2 separate regions of the Solanum lycopersicum genome follow, and region 2 is linked to region 1. The links are chromatin contacts, called in public promoter capture Hi-C maps. All regions are on one chromosome and are shown on one strand. The core of a region is the stretch at or near the end of the contact, and the rest is flanking DNA. Distances in the headings are between cores, read along the strand shown. Region 1 holds the start of LOC101263985 (protein yippee-like). Region 2 holds the start of LOC101265111 (transcription factor DIVARICATA).

Region 1 (4,772 bases), core at 1,892-4,391:
AATGATGGATCGCCGAGTGAATCGGTGATCCCGACTATTTCACGAATGGTCCTTCGCAATACATTTTTTGACAAGTGTAAATACTTGTTTGAATTTTTAGTCTAAAAGGATCTTTGATGTAATTTTGAATAGAAGTTTTCATATTGTTCATTTTTCAAGTTTGAGATCTTAAAACTTACTTGTATTTTCACATTACTTGTTTTAGTTGATAGTTGAAAACAAAACCCCCTTTTGATATTTGACACTTGTGTCACTCCAAACTTTCATTATGTTTTATTTGTAAATATTTTTAGGTATGATTGACTAGATCATATTTGCACTTGTCTATTGATTCTCAAAACCACTCCTTGTGGGAACGATCCCAACCCTTGGTTGAGTTACATTACTACTCACAATCGTTTGCACTTAGTATTAAATGAAGTGTTCTGATACGTGAAATCAGGACTCGCTCTCGTTGAATCTTCTCAACATATGAAATATTTTATCGATTCCATAAATTATCACATAAGATATACATGATTTTTCCATCGAAAATGATATCTGAATATTTTGAAATCTTTGTAAAATTCCAGAAAATGGCAAAAAAATTATTTTCTAAAGAAATTAAGATATTTCAGTGTGATAAAGGTGGTGAGTTTATCAAGACAGATTTCGTCAAGTATTTGGAATATTGTGGTATTGTGAGACATATTTCATATCCTAACACACCTCAATAAAATGAAATTTCAAAAGAAAACATAGGCGTATTGTGGAGATTGTCTTAACTCTACAACTTCATGCTAAGCTACCTTTGTTTCATATGTTAAGACTTCCCTCACTGCAGTGGTACTCATTAATAGACTTCTCTCCTCATTCCTAAAAATGATGACTCCATTTGCTACGTTATATGGAGAGCAACCTGATTATAATAGCGTATGGAGAGCAACCTGATTATAATAGCACAAAGGTGTTTGGGTATAGATGTTTTTTATATATCACTGAAGACTTATCCTTGTCTATTCAAAGCGCAAAATATGTAACAGAAAGGATATGAATGTTATCATCCCCATACAAGGAGGTTGCATGTATCCAGAAACTTGTTTTACTAAAAACACATTGTCCTCGCGTCTCCAAATTAATCTCAACTAATATTGACATCTCACGTCACCCTGCTACTTTTATTGAATCTTTCTCTAAATTATAATCACATGGTAATCATAATTCAGGGGAAGTGCAAGCTGATAGTAAACAAGTTAATGGTGAAAATGCTGCAACAATAACCCATATACTCTTTGATGATGAGAGTGCTATTGGTCCCTCATTTGAAGGATCAGATGATGATCATGAGGAATAAGTCAAAGTGATGATCCACACAGAGGTAATGAAACACCAGATTGATAAGGCTCCAATTGCAGATTTAGGTTCTTCTAGTGACGGTAAGGAACAAGTTGCATGTGTAGGTCCAGTCAATGATTATTTATCAAATCTCACTTTCTCTGTGTCTAATTCACAAAATACATTAAAAAGTTGACTATTCCAAGTGGAATATGCTTAGTCATCATCAACATGAGATATTACACTACAATTAACTACTTTATTTGATGTACATCCTGCACCACAAGGGCATCATATGATCACCTGATACAAGGCAAAATAACAACACTTATCATTCGTTGCTTACAACAGCAAGAAGATCTTGAGGGAACCAAGTGCTAAATGAGAGAAAATCGTATACATAAATCTATATATTTTCGTTCTATACACTTATAATTATAAAAATAAAGATCTTCCCCTACCAGTTCTCTTTTGCCTTTCTCTCTTTCTCATTTTATACAAACACAAATTATACAAATTACAATGTATAATTATGTTGTGTAGAGCGAGCGAGATTTGATATACAAATATTTTGTTTCGATTCAATTGTGTACATATTCAAATTTTATGTAGATACACAAACACAATCATTGATATATATATACATAGTAATTACATATATATAATTATCTAATCGATACACATATAATTATTGCCTTTTATACAAACGAGATACTCGCCTGCGATATATACAAATCTAATACTCCATAACAAAAATAGGAGCACAAATAACAAAATTGTAGTGCTCTTTTACTCTTAAAAGTATCTTCTAAATGAAAGAGGGTTAAAAATGTCCTTAAACTATGTGAAATGAACAAAAATGTCTTTTATTTATGATTTGATCTAAAAAATTATTTTTTGCAGTTAATACATCAGTCCAAAAATGTCTTTCTTGTTACTTAATAAGTCAAAAACCATTTTCACATAATTATATTATTATTTTTTATAACATTCTTTATCAAATATAAATTTTAATTAGTAAATATTTATCCTACATCAATTTGGAATAATAAAAAAATTCCTATCTTATTATAATTATTTTATCTTTATATAAATAAAAACTAATTATTTATTTACTATGATCTTATAAGTATGACATATTATCCGTGAAAAAAGAGAACACGTGGTTGTTCTATTTTAATTGATAAAATGAGATTATGAAGAAAAAATTATTTCCTACATTTTTATTACTTATAAGTGATTGTAAAAGAAACAAAACAAGAATAAAGTTCTTAAACAAAACATTTATTAGGAACAAAATGTGTTTTAAAAGAAAAGAAATAATATATTTACTCGAAAAATAATATTTTTGATCCATTCAGTAACTATAGGGTATTTTTAGACCAAATTATCAACGATAAGGGTATTTGTACCAAAGTATTGACTGCACGAGTAATTTTGTTCATAAATAATACTCCCACCATTCCATATTAACTTAAGTTTTGAGGTGTTTCATACCGTTTAAGAAAAGTGATTAGGACATAAATTAAATATAATTTTTTATTTTTATCCTTATTAATTATTAAAAAAATAACTAAACATTAATTATAATAACTAATTTCAATACTAACTTTAAAGGTAAAATTGAAAGAATATTCTTGAGAATTGAAATAGTCTTGAGAATTGAAAACTTAGATTAATTTAAAAAATGAAAAAATGATCAAAACTTAAATTAATATGGAACGGAGAAAGCATTTTATTCATTTCACATTTTTGAGAATATTTTTGATCTTTTTCATTTTTTAAATGGACTAAAAAGGAAAAAGCCAAGTAGCATTAAATTTTTCGAAGAGTCCCTCACACATTGAATCCTTTCCCTTTCTTGACGTTACTTACTATCTTCCAGTGAAACAAAAACTATTACCCCTTTTTGGACAACTCCTTTTCCATTTTAGTTCTTCAACTTTTCTTGTGATCTCAAAAATCTTTGATGGGGAGATTATTTGTGTTGACTCTTGAAGGCAACTTCTACAGCTGCAAGCATTGTGGAACTCATCTTGCCCTTTCTGAAAACATTGTTTCCAAGGTTTTCCTCCGTCTTTTTTGTTTGATCACTCTGTTGTTGTGATTTCTTGAAATTTAATTTTGATTTTGATTTGTTTCGTTATAAAAATACTATCTTTGGCTTGATCGGTGGTTTTGTTTCTAGAACTTGTTAGGGATTGTTGTTGGTCTGTTTCAGTAATTTTAGATGTATATAAAAATTGGCTACTTTAAATCAGCTATGTGAGTGAAGAAGGTGTAAGATTGAGTAATTTTTCCCTAAAGGAGATGAATTTTTAGCATCAAAGAGCTGGGTTTTGTGGAGTTGCTGGGTTTGGAGTAAAAGGGATTGTATGAGCATTCTTTGAGACTTAGAAAAAAAATAGTAGTTATTATTGCTGATAGCATACAATACAATAATTCTGCTTAATCCAGTGAAGAATTGGAGGAGTTGTTTGCTGAGTCTGATACTTGGTGTATACTTGATTGGCATTTTCCATTTAATCCATGTTTGTGGCTTCAATATTCGAACTATAAATTGTTATGCCCAGTTCATTGATCAGGTCCTGGGACTGATCTATTTTCTATTTTTTCATCAATTTGGTGCTTGTTTGGTCTCTTCATTTTGCTTAATTTCATTGTAATGTGCATTCATAATTTCTGGTGAAGAATTCCATATGACTTCTCTAGCATAAAATAAGAGCACATTTTCAAGTGTTGCAGCTTTAAAACTATTGTTCCTTAGAAAATTCATATGCTTTTGAATAGAGTGAACTGTTGATTCTACAATTAATTATATTGTAGTTTATGTTACATCCTTGTTTCAGCCCCTATATAATGTATGTAGTCATTCTGAGTCCTGAAGTAATCTAACTCTATGTTTTCCTTCTGATCTTTCCTTCAGTCTTTTCGCTGCAGACATGGGAAGGCTTATCTCTTCAGTAAAGTGTAAGTCTCTTTGATTCTGCACATTCAATCATCAGATATGTTTGTGACATTTTCACATGTCCAATCGTTAAACTTCCAGCATGAAAATCACCAGTGCAACTTACAACTTCTGTTGGTTTTATTCTTGTTAGAGTATGAATTACCATTTATTTGCACTGATTGTTGTTAACTATTAATCTTTTCTTGGCATTATTTGATGGGACATGAGTTATTTTTAGATTGGTTAGATGAAAAATGATATTACTAAGGTCAAGTTTATCCATACCTCTGGTACAGAAAGATGAAAAAAGCTACCATATAAATCCTCTTATTTTACTTCCACCCCTTCTTTTACTGGTGTGGAGGACATTGTTAAACTAGAAAGTGAAAAAAGATGAAGTATTGAAGAACTCATCTTGGTAGTAGTTAGCCAAAATTTTCATAATTTGAAATGAAAAAAGATTTGTTTTTCAGAAGTTGAGTGCAACTGGAGTATGTGCAAATTATTA
Region 2 (4,810 bases), core at 1,605-4,104, 160 kb after region 1:
ATGATCGAGAAGATGAAGCGATGTTGTTACCCTGAGCCAATAGTTCGTCACTTTCATCAACAACCATATTATCATTTTCATATTCATTGAATATTCCATCACTACTTTGGTGTTCACGTAAAAAATTATGCAATGCAGCGTAAGCAATTACTATTTTCACTTGCATGTCACATTCATAATTGTTCATGCCTTGTCTTAGTATTCTGAATCTACTTTTCCACGCATCAAAAGTTCTTTCAATTACATTGCGCAGAGAAGCATGTCTATAGTTAAATAGCTCTTTTCCATTCTTAGGCTCTCTTTCACTTCCTCGGTAGTCCTGTAAATGATAGCGCATTCCTTTGAATGGAGTTAAAAATCATCTTGTGTTCCGTAGACCAACATCAACAACGTAATATTTATCTACCAAAATAAAATAAATGCAATTCATGTTTTATTTAGTAGCTAGTTCGTTAAGACTAAATAATGTTGGCAGATGGGGAGCTAATTGAATTGGTTGGTGTCAATAAATATATTCTTTTTGTAAAATAAAAAGTTTAGGGTAAAAATTGAATTTTTAAAACTTTCCAAATAATGAAATTTGGCCCAAATACTAGTTTTTTCTAGTATTTGGGAATTTGGAAAATTTGCCAAATAATTAAAAAATGTATGAATAAACAAAATTTGCCAAGTTTTTTTCCAAGTTTTACTTGCAAAATTTATGGCCAAACCGGCCCTTAAACTCAATAAAGGTAGTATCAACATGATCTCCAGTTCCAATCAGATTGATGTTGTGCAAAGTGATATTTGTTAAAGATATTGTGACTGATTTGGACTGGCGTCTGCTTCCAGTTACATGCCTAATGTTTTAAGAAAATGGAGGAAAAAGGGGTCAGCGTCTTTGTACATACACAGGTCAAGAGGTCCCATTTTTGCCTTTTGTATTAAGAAAATAAGCAAAACAAAAAGATAAAAGTTGCTGCACTACTCTAAAAGGGCTACTATTATTAGCTAGTGGAAAACCTCCCGCCGAAGGAATCGTCACACAGTTTTTCAATATGCAAAAATTCTATGCAATTTTTTGGGAAAGAAAAAAACTTTTATGTTTGGCCACGACAAGAAACAAAAATCATAGCAACAACCCAAAGATTATATTTGATTATAAATGAGCGTAACAATACAATGTTTCCGATTTAAGTTATATCTTCAAATAGCTTTTTCGAACGTAAGTTTTATTTAAACATGTTATATTGAATTTGAAATTTAATCTATTATAAATTAAGTTTTATTTGAACATGTTATACTAAATTCGAAATTTAATCTATTATGAATTCTTTGAAAAGAAGGAATCAAAATTTAATACTCCTACTTTTCAGGGTTGTGCACTTAATGCTAAAAATAATAGGTTCAATTGAACGCAGTCACAATTACTTGATCAGAATATTTTCATTTGAAGTCTGAAAGAGTGAGATACAAATTAGACCAACTAAACTTGAGTTACATTAATTAATAATTTAATAACCAAGATTACAAATTAAAACAGAGTGAGTACATTTTTCAACCCCATATCTGATATCTTGTTGATTGGAACTGGAGTTGTGAATCAGCATTCATAGTAATGTCGTCAATTCCATGTTCATCCCAAGACTGTGAAGCAATCTCATACGGATAGGCGACAAATGATGATCCAAAATCCATCACATCTTCATGATCATTTGATAAGTTAGCATTCCAACAGTTGACTATGTCTGGCGTTGTGGTTTTCTGGAAAGAGGAGTTGTGTGTTGCATATAATTTTTTTTCTTTAGAAAAGGAATTGATGTTATATAGTAGGTTATTTGGGGACGCAGAGTCCGCTGTGATATGGACAGTGGTAATGTCATGAATACTAGGCCTCCTCTTATCTTTGCCCCCTGAAATCTGTCTCTGATAGTATTTCTGAGCATGACTAGCTACTTGAGTTGGAGTTCTAGAAATTACCATTTTCTTCGATATGTTCCTCCAATCCCCTTTTCCATACTTCTCAAGTCCCATCAGAAATCTCCTATACAAAAAAAAAATGGTATATAAGAAATAATGCAGTCGTTTAAGAAATTCAAAAATCTACAAGTGTAATCTTTTGACGAGGGGCCTGTCGTTTTCCTTAGATCCGCCCCTGTATATTAACATTAGAAGCAACAACAATTTAAGAAGGAAAACAGAGTGAAGAGGAAACAGCAGACCTGTGTTCTTCTTCAGTCCATGGTACACCTTTTTTTCTTTCTTGATCAGATGATTTACTCCCTCTTTTTCTGAATGTTTGTAATCCACAATGATCAACCAATTCCAACGTAATCGAAGAGGCGAAATAGCCAGGATTTGGTACCAATCCAGCTTCAATATCATAAACATCTGAAACGAGTTCTTTATATTGATTGATTACATCAATAACTGACTTTCCAGGGATGAGGGCAGCCACTTTAAACCATCGATCAGGAGTTTTCTCATCATAGATTGCAATAGCACTTTCAAATTGCTTGTTCTCTTCTTTAGTCCATTCTCTCTTATTCTTGTTCATCCAACTTGAATTTGATAAAGAAGAAGTAGAAAATAAAGTTTCCATTCCACACAATTTCACAAAACAAAAGTGATGTGCTAGCTAGGTTAGTATATATGATAAGATTCCCACAAAGGTAGTTGTAATTAATTGATCAGAATCATATACTGGGGAATAAGAATACCCTTTTGTTGTAACACAGAATATTGTAATTCAGAATCAAAAATTACAACACAGAAAACTGATAAAATTGTACAGTGGCAACGAATTTATCAATGAATTATATGAAATGAAATGATGAGTGGAACAAAAACTCATAATAAAAAGGAGACATCGATCGGACGATGGGTCCACCAGTCGTAAGATTAGATATATAGGTGTAATATTACATGCTACACGTTTCTATTTTAATGTTAAATATCAGCGACGTTAGTGCATGAGGTTTTAAAAAGTAATCCCTTCACCTTTTTGTCTCGTTTTAATTTGATATGTAACTTGAGGGGAAAAAATTATACGATCTTATTAAGACTTGATACTTCCATTAAGAAAACAATGATTAGTATGACTAATTTATCATACTGTGCCCTATTAACTGAAGTTTAGTATTAGATCTTGAAAAATGTTTTAAGGACTAGTGCTAAAGGGTAAAAGTGAAAACATAGAAAAAGTAACAAGTAAAAGTATGAAAATATGTTTTGGATATAGTGGGCAAGTAAAAGTGAATAGATAAAATATTTAAAATGTATCAAAATATTATTAATTATTTAATTTTATGATCTTGAACATGTCAGTATGAAAAGTTAAAACTGAAAAGTTGTAAAACTAAAAGATACATTCTTTTTAAATAATTCTTTTAAAAAAAATATATGTAAAAAGTCAATTGAAAAGAAGGGATGCATAGCCATTTTATGTTAGCACAAAGGACTTCTATAGATCATGTTATCTCTTCCTTTACCTTCTTAGAATAGAAGGTGTTATCTCTCAGACTCTCATGTAAGAATAGATTGTCTTTAAATTTGATCAACTGAATTCCTTGTAAGTGAATCAATAATGATATCGTTATATTCTTTTGTTCTTTTAACAATCTCGTTTTACTTATTTTACTTTGAAATGCAAATAAGAAAAAATGTATATGCAAAAGTGAAAAAGCTTATATTTGAATTTAATTAAATATATATACATGTGGTACCCTTTTATCTTTGGCATAGACCTCTTTATTTTGAATAAGATTTTTAAATCATTCATAATAAAGGGTATTGTCTATCGGAGTTCAAATTCTAATACTTTAGACTGAGGTCGAATTTTCTTTAATATAACTTATTGGATGATGATGTCCATCCAGTTTAAGGATTTCTATTTTTTACTTTTATTTTGTCCTATCTTATATGAAAGTATTAACTATTTGGGAAGTGAAACAACATCTTTTTTCACAATATTTTTTTTAAATTTTTTTTAAAATTATAACTTGTGTTGATTTGTAATTATGTAGTTTTTGAATGTATAAATTTTATATTAAAAAATATATCTGAATTCGTAATCAAAATAAAATCTTTAAACTCTTGTACTTTGAATAGTGTTGAGCAATAAAGGTGAAAACAAGTTAAATGGTGTGAAGTGAGTCAAGTTGTTAGAAGAGTTCTAAAAGCTTCTATAATCAATTAGGAAGTTTGTTACAATCCTATTCTATAAATAGAGGTGTTCATCTAAATGTAAAGGAACAAGTTAAATGAATCAATGTAACAGTGAAATATTGAGAGAATAATATAGTTTCTTCTTCCTTCTATTTTCATTGGTTCATACACTTTAGTGTGATCCAAACCTCCACTAATGGAACTTTCATGGTATCAGAGCTATTGATGTAGGGTAACTTCGCAGTGTTCTCAACTACTAGATACTCAGAGTTCATCTGTGCTTCAGAATTAACTCCAAAGGAAGTATCACAAAGTTGATTAATGTGCTTCAATTCTCTACAAATGGCGATTGAAACATCTATTAAAAGTGGAAGTAATGTTGCTCCTCCAATGGCTACATTTTCAATACTCGATCATATCATCCTTTCCTGCAACACACAGATTCTTTAGGTAGCTCTTTAGTCTCTCTTCAGTTTACTGGATCTAAGAGTTGTGCACTATGGAGTAGATCATTCAGGATTGGACTTGTAGGTCGTAGTAAATTAGGATTTGTTGATGGTTGATTTCCTAATTCTATGTTTGAGCCTATACTGCATGATCAATGGGTAAAATGTAATGCTGAAGTTTTGTCTTGGATTATGAATGTTGTAAGACCTGGGCTCTT

The links. Promoter capture Hi-C pulls out the DNA fragments that hold promoters and counts their contacts.
Region 2: a promoter capture Hi-C map of leaf shows a contact between it and region 1, with 4 times the contacts expected there. The contact joins the promoter of LOC101265111 here to the promoter of LOC101263985 in region 1. A contact is called at or near these places in 1 of 1 promoter capture datasets (leaf) and 1 of 1 datasets of contacts at active chromatin or transcription factors (leaf).

The regions. Positions count from the first base shown.
Region 1 is chr3:55,035,105-55,039,876 of SLM_r2.1, forward strand. It overlaps LOC101263985 (protein yippee-like), which reads left to right and starts at 3,142. Exons shown (of 9, transcript XM_019212974.3): 1 at 3,142-3,379; 2 at 4,241-4,284. The coding sequence starts at 3,284.
Region 2 is chr3:55,199,666-55,204,475 of SLM_r2.1, forward strand. LOC101265111 (transcription factor DIVARICATA) reads right to left here and starts at 2,855. Exons shown (of 2, transcript XM_004235209.5): 1 at 2,202-2,855; 2 at 1,407-2,023. The coding sequence starts at 2,581. The coding sequence ends at 1,537. It overlaps LOC138347684, which reads right to left and starts at 337. Exons shown (of 1, transcript XM_069295987.1): 1 at 1-337. The coding sequence starts at 337. It overlaps LOC109119836 (a long non-coding RNA gene), which reads left to right and starts at 4,235. Exons shown (of 2, transcript XR_002027371.3): 1 at 4,235-4,810.